Linked DNA regions of Cricetulus griseus: region 2 is linked to region 1. Evidence: chromatin contacts called from public Hi-C data. All regions are on one chromosome and are shown on one strand. Each heading gives the region's core, a stretch centred on a gene start, on an enhancer-like site or on the middle of the called end of the contact. The rest is flanking DNA. Distances are from core to core; before and after follow the strand shown. Region 1 holds the start of Sgms1 (phosphatidylcholine:ceramide cholinephosphotransferase 1). Region 2 overlaps Sgms1 (phosphatidylcholine:ceramide cholinephosphotransferase 1).

Region 1 (3,049 bases), core at 493-2,992:
TGGTGGTGTTTCATTTTTCTGTGTTAGCTGTTCCAACACTATCTGTGCTAGTCCATGTACTTCAGAAACCTAAATTTTTTTAAAAAATTAATGTTTCTTATCATGATTTTGATAAGGAATGGTGTAAGGATTCTTTTATTTCTTAAAGAGATTTATTATTTATGTATAATTGTTTGCCTGTCTACACACATGCATGATTGGTGCTCTCTACAGCCAGAAGAGGGCACGAGATCCCTTGCAGCTGGAATTACAGATGGTTGTCAGTTGCAAGGTGGGGTGCTGGGAACTGAACTAGAGTCTCTTGAAGAACAGCATGTATTTTCAAGTGCTGAGGAACTCCTCCAGTCTTCACCACTCATCGGACTAGAAAGGGAGCATTTTCACATTTATTAAATAGTTTTTGGTACATAGTGACTTAAAGATCACAGCTAAATTTAATCTGCTGTCAACTCTGATGTGTCTCTTATGACCACACAATTCAGAATTTACTTTAAATGCTATGGTTTCTCTTTAGATCCCCCCCATTTATTTACAGCTATGCTAAATATAGTGTATTTACATGTGCCTTTTCTAAGAATAGTTTCTTGAAATTGAAGTGAAAATGCTTTTTTTGTGAAAATGCTTTTATATCCTTCCCTTTTTAATATATGATGCATCATGTTAAAATTATGCATAGAAGAGTCCTATCTTTTTTTTTCTTAAAAAAACATTTCAAAGATACAGGGGAAAAAATTAAAGTAGCCCTATATTGACTGCGACACACTAGCAACTGTCACTATTCTGCAGACTTTAATTCATCTTTACAAGTGTGTGTGTACACACACACACATACACACACACACACACACACACACACACACACACACACGTGCACACTGGGGGAGGAGGGTAGATTTTAAACTCTAGATTCCTTGATCTGTCATACAGCAGTGCTTACTTTGACCTCGGTTACAGCAAGTGCGAAGTAGCCAGTGGCTGTCCAGCACTCATGTCAAAAACCAGCAAGCCTTCCTTTTATCTTTTAAACTGATGTTTAATACCCAGTGGGGCTACTAAGCCGCTCAGGCACTCTCCTGCTCTTGGTTGACACTCCAAACTGAACTGAATGTCTGTTGTCATGTAAAAACACGGTGTAAGTGCAGTAGCATAGTGTCCTGGGGTGAAGAGGCCAGGGATGCAGGAGAGGACGAGAGACCCCAAGCGCCTGGCCAGGAGCAGGCTGCATTTTGAATCCGTTTTTTCCCAAGTTTTCAGCGTCTCACATGAAAACGGGTCTCAAGGGCTTAGGGAAAGCGGCATTTAGGTTCACCCTGAGGGCTTGTTAACCAGATTTCAGGGAGGACCCCACCAATAGCGTTTCTGATTCCGTGGGTCTAGGTGTGGTAATGCATCCTCGGGTGGTGAGGTCGAGGGTCCAGAGATTTCAGGGACACCAAGTGACTATAACAGCATCACCATGGAACCTGACCGGCGGCAGGGGAAATGCATGGAGGGGAGCGGCGGCGGTCCTGACGTCTTCCGCCACCTCCATCCTCCCGTCGCCGGGAATGGGTCACAACAGGGAAGCAGTGGGAGCGGTACCGGCGCCTCAGGAACGAGAACTCCTCTTCTAACTTCCGCCCCTGGGGAAAAGCAGACGCCGTCAGCCCAGGAGAGCTGCTCTCCAATTCTCAGCCTTTGGGTTCTGGCTCCGGAGACAGCCCGTCCTCCCGGGGATCGAGTGCCAGCGCAGCGGCACCCACGCAGTAGCCCCGCGGAGGCAGGTGAGGGCGGGGACCCGGGCCTGGTGGGGAAGCTGCTGGGTCGAGAGCCACCGGATCCCGGACCGTTCCTCGCCAGCGGTCCCCGCAGGGCGGAAGATGGCTGCCCCGGAGCGCGGCGGACAGTCACGTGTCACACAGGCAGGGCCGCTCCTGGTCCTCCCTCCCACCCCCGCCCCCAGACCAGACCCTGCGGGCAGCGCCCCCAGGGCGACCCGTGTCACTGCGGCACGCGCGGGCAGACCCAGAAGCCCGGGTGCCGGGGGAGGCTGCTGTCTCCACCGCGCGATCCGGGTCCCCGTGCTGGGTTCCGCTGTGAGAGCAGGAGGAAATCTGCGGGCGACCCGCACCCCGTGGGGCCATTGGGCATGCGCAGTGCTCCGGCTCTGGTGCGGCGCTCTCCAGGTTTTCGCCGCAGCTCCGAGCGGCGGCGGGAGGTGGGGCCCGGCCGGACTAGGCGGCCCGGTGCTCCGAGACTGCGGGAGACCTCCGGGGCCTCCGAGCTGCCTGGCGCTGCGTGCTTTTTAGGAAACCGGCGGACCCCCGATTTTGGGGGAAGGTGGGAGTGTAAGGATTAGAGCTTTGGGAAGGAACTCTTCCGAAGAGTTTGAGGACCATCCATTTTAAATGCTCAATCATGAATCAGTCACAAGTGTCGCAGCTCTTGGGCTTGTTGGGGAAGGAAATCCCAGTGCAGTTCGCAAACTGCTGTCCCCGATGGTGGTTTCTCAGCCCCCTGGCCAGCTCTAGCCGTACAAATCTCGGGCTGGCCCTAATTGGGCATCTGATCCCGGAGGATGAAACCCACCATCTGGGTCCTTCTCGTCGTGGGGAAAAGCGCCCGCCTCTCCAGTTCCCGTTGCTTGAAACGAAAGAGAAAAGGACCCCCTCCCTCCATCTCCCCCGCACCCCAGTTCACCCCACTCGCTGTCCTGCGGGACTCCGCTGGGTCCCCGGTCGAGCGTCCGCGGTCCCCGCCCCCCGGCCGCCGGGAACACCCGGAGGAACGGACCGGCGTCGCGCGGGAAGCCGACCCGGCTCCGCCGCGGACTGGGCATGCTCGGCAGCCGGAGGCTCCAAGTCGGAAGCCTTCTCGCCAGCTCCGCAGCGGCCGGGGCAGCGGCGGCGGGCTGCCTGCTGGACAGGAGCGGGGAGGGCCGGGGGCGGGCGGGCTGCTCGTCCCGGGAGCCTAGCACTCGGGCGGGAGAGCGCGATCGGCGCGGAGCCCGCACGCCGCCCTGCCCCGGATTCCGTTCCGCGGCGGGGAGCTCCGCGGCGCGTGGAAAAGA
Region 2 (3,039 bases), core at 7-2,506, 63 kb after region 1:
GAAATAAAACATGTTTTCTCCTTGGAATATTTTACTAAAATGTTTAGCTAGCAATGAAGATATTTTTTTAGCAACAGTAAAATGGTCATTCTTTCCCACCTCGTGTAAATAACTACATTGCTTAAATATTAAAAGTGCTAGGCCTTTGTTCATGTTTTTGAGTAACTGATATTTTTTAAACAATAAGATGCTAAAAATTATTTTTCTAAGTGACTACCAATGATGCTTCTTAATTCTGTAATTTAAAGTAGATATTATAAAAGACTATTATAAAGGCAACATTCTTCATTCCCTTTATGTTCCTTGCACATATTTAAAATGTTTTTAATAATCAACAGTAATGTCAAAACTGTTCACAGGGAACAGTAAGCCTCTAGTGAATATTCAGACATCGGAAAATGCCCCTCTCCCCCCAGTTTTACCCAGTAGTGTTTGAATAGTGTTTGTGTTTGGATGTGCAAGATCAACAGCATTGCAAAGCATCCCATACATAGTGTATTAATATTAACTTGTCTCAGATTTCACTCCAAGATGGCAGCAGACAGGACCACAAACCGCACAGAGCACAGTAGCAGCTGGAAGACTGGGTGACACTGGGGGCACTGGGTGATATTTCTCTTCATGTTCTTCTCTCAGTTCTTGGACGTGTTGACCTCAGCCTTTACCCTGGAAGACCAGCAAGCAGCATTTCTGGCTGTTGTTTTGAAAGTGCCACCATGGATTCTGTGTTGATTGCTAAGCAAACAACAGGATGAAATCTAATGCTTGCCTCTCTATTTCTCGACTTTTTTTTTCCTCAGTATTCTCAAAACCTTTAAGTTTCTTTGGGAATTTCTGGAAGGAATTACTGAATGGAAAAATACTATTTTGGCTTCATTCCAAGTGTACTTCATGGGTATGACTAAGTCTGTGTGGTCCTATGTGGTCTCTCTGATCATGTCTCTGATGGCTGGGTCCTGAGCCCCGGGTCCCTGCATTCCTGTGGGCACCTGGATCCTTTTACCTGGAATACACATCCCCTGGTGTGTCTGTCCCCTCTTTTCCCTCCAGGACACACTTGGAGTCCCGTCTGGAATGAGACGTTTGATTTGTTGACTGCCCTTGATGAAGTGCAGCTCTCAAGCCTGCCTCCTCCCCTGGCACGGCCACATGCCCTGATTGACACCATTGTGGGGTACTTCTGTGCTGTGTGACTGTGCACATTTCTTTTCTTCCTGGCCAGGAGCAGTGCGTGTTGCGTAGTAGAGACTCTGGAAATACTTGCTGAATGAGTCGAGAGAATGAGTACATGAGGCTTCTCAGGGAGTTTTGTACATGGGAGAGGGTGACTCTGGCAACTGAAATGATTAGGAGGTTATTGTCATGCCCTCCCTGGGATTTAATGAAAACCAAAACCAAGGGCTTGGAGAATTAAGGTCAATGTGGTAATGTTTGGAAATGAGAGAGAGAGGGGGAAAGGAGCCAATCTGGAATATTCTTTTCTAGCTTGACAATGAGGTATTCTTTTCATGTAACCAAGTTAAGGAATGGTGGGAGAGGCTTCAGTGTTTATTTTAGAAAACAAGTTGTATGTATTAATAGGAGAAGGGATTATGGTATTTCTGAATGTGTGTTGGTGTGCACTACGTTTGCTCAGACACCCCCCCCCCCCCATCCCCCCCCCCCCCACCCCCCCACCCCCGCCAACACACACACACACACACACACACACACACACACACACACACACACCAAATTGCTGATTTTACTTTGAGGTCAAGTTTCCTAAAGTGTTTTAAAAGCTAGCTATTCAGGCAGGCTGTGGCCTCTAGGGAGTTGATATCTTTAGATGGAGAGATTTTTTTCTGTATCTGGGAATCAAGTTGGAATTACTGAATATCTGAATACTTAATTTGCTTTGCAGGATCTTGAGTCACTAACAGAATTAGTGTTTGAAATATGAGGTTTATTGTTCTCCACTTACCAGCCACTTCCATTATAGAAGGATAGGCTTGGAGCAGAGGCCCGTCTGCATCCTGTGCTCTTCCTGCATCTCTGGCCTCCCCCGAGGCCCCTGGCATTGACATCGGGTGGATAATATGTATATAAGCACCTTATTTGCCAGCTGAGTTCTGTCCTTTCGTTTAAGACATTAAACCTGGGGAGATGGTGGGCTGCATTAGATGACCCACTGAGTTCTAAGTTAGTGACTTGGATGATTTTCAGCCAATATCTAGAATCATTGTAATTAAAATGCCCAAAGTTAATGTCTGTGAGGTTCCTGGCTGATTTGGTTCTTTCCTTTCTTTGGAGGCCTTTTTTCTCCCCTGGTGCTTCTTAACCTGCCATGTGGGAAGCTTGGGCTTTTGAAAAGGAAAGGTGATTGCGTGATGTTGGTGACATGTCCTGTGTGGCCCCATTTTGCAAGTGTTTTTTTTTTTCTTTCTGTTTAGCTAGAGGTATCCAAGACCCAGTTATCTGCATTGGCATTCTGTGTATTCTGTGTTCTAACTCTGAATTCAGTGAAAAGAAAACATGAGCACACTAATGTAGAAGGGTGTGCTTGTTGTGTTATTGAGTGTAAAAAGCAACTTGCGGAATGTTTTGTGGGTCTGGAAAAGTAAAATACATAGGGACATACAATGTCAGAAATGGTACATGGCAAAGGGAATATTCACTTAATTTGTATCCCCTAGAACAATGCTTATTTATTCACTCGAATGACTTCTCAATTTTAAAAGAAAAACCAGATTGTTATTGGATGATTTTCTAGATGAGATGTGTTGAAGATAGACTCAGAACTACTCCAGGTACTGCTCATGGGTGGTGGCAGCCGGCTCTGAGCTGGCCCTGGAACTGGCTGGGGTTGAGTGAGGCTGTCCCCCCCCCCGCCCCGCCCCCGTTTTTGGCTTTGCACTCTGCCAGCTGTAGGCTGGTTCCACTAGCATTTGAGTATTTAACCTCTACTTCTTAAAAACCATTAGTGCTAAGCTTTTTATTAGCTTGGGCTTCTTTTTTCTGAACTGAGAGTCTGTATAAAGATTTTGGTGTATCATGATG

What was found. A called contact is a pair of places that touch in the nucleus more often than the background predicts.
Region 2: a contact with region 1 is called in a Hi-C map of the CHO-K1 cell line, with 2.2 times the contacts expected there. The contact joins the enhancer-like site here to the promoter of Sgms1 in region 1.

What each region holds. Positions count from the first base shown.
Region 1 is chr3:29,156,535-29,159,583 of CriGri-PICRH-1.0, forward strand. Sgms1 (phosphatidylcholine:ceramide cholinephosphotransferase 1) reads left to right here and starts at 1,743. Exons shown (of 10, transcript XM_035441887.1): 1 at 1,743-1,763.
Region 2 is chr3:29,219,630-29,222,668 of CriGri-PICRH-1.0, forward strand. All of the region lies in intron 2 of Sgms1 (phosphatidylcholine:ceramide cholinephosphotransferase 1), which reads left to right. Among named protein-coding and RNA genes, the nearest start is that of Sgms1, 63 kb to the left of the region's middle. Within about 2 kb of position 1,257, at least 2 of the 6 cell types and tissues checked have open chromatin away from gene starts, as enhancers often do. A contact at or near this core is called in the CHO-K1 cell line, where this site is marked.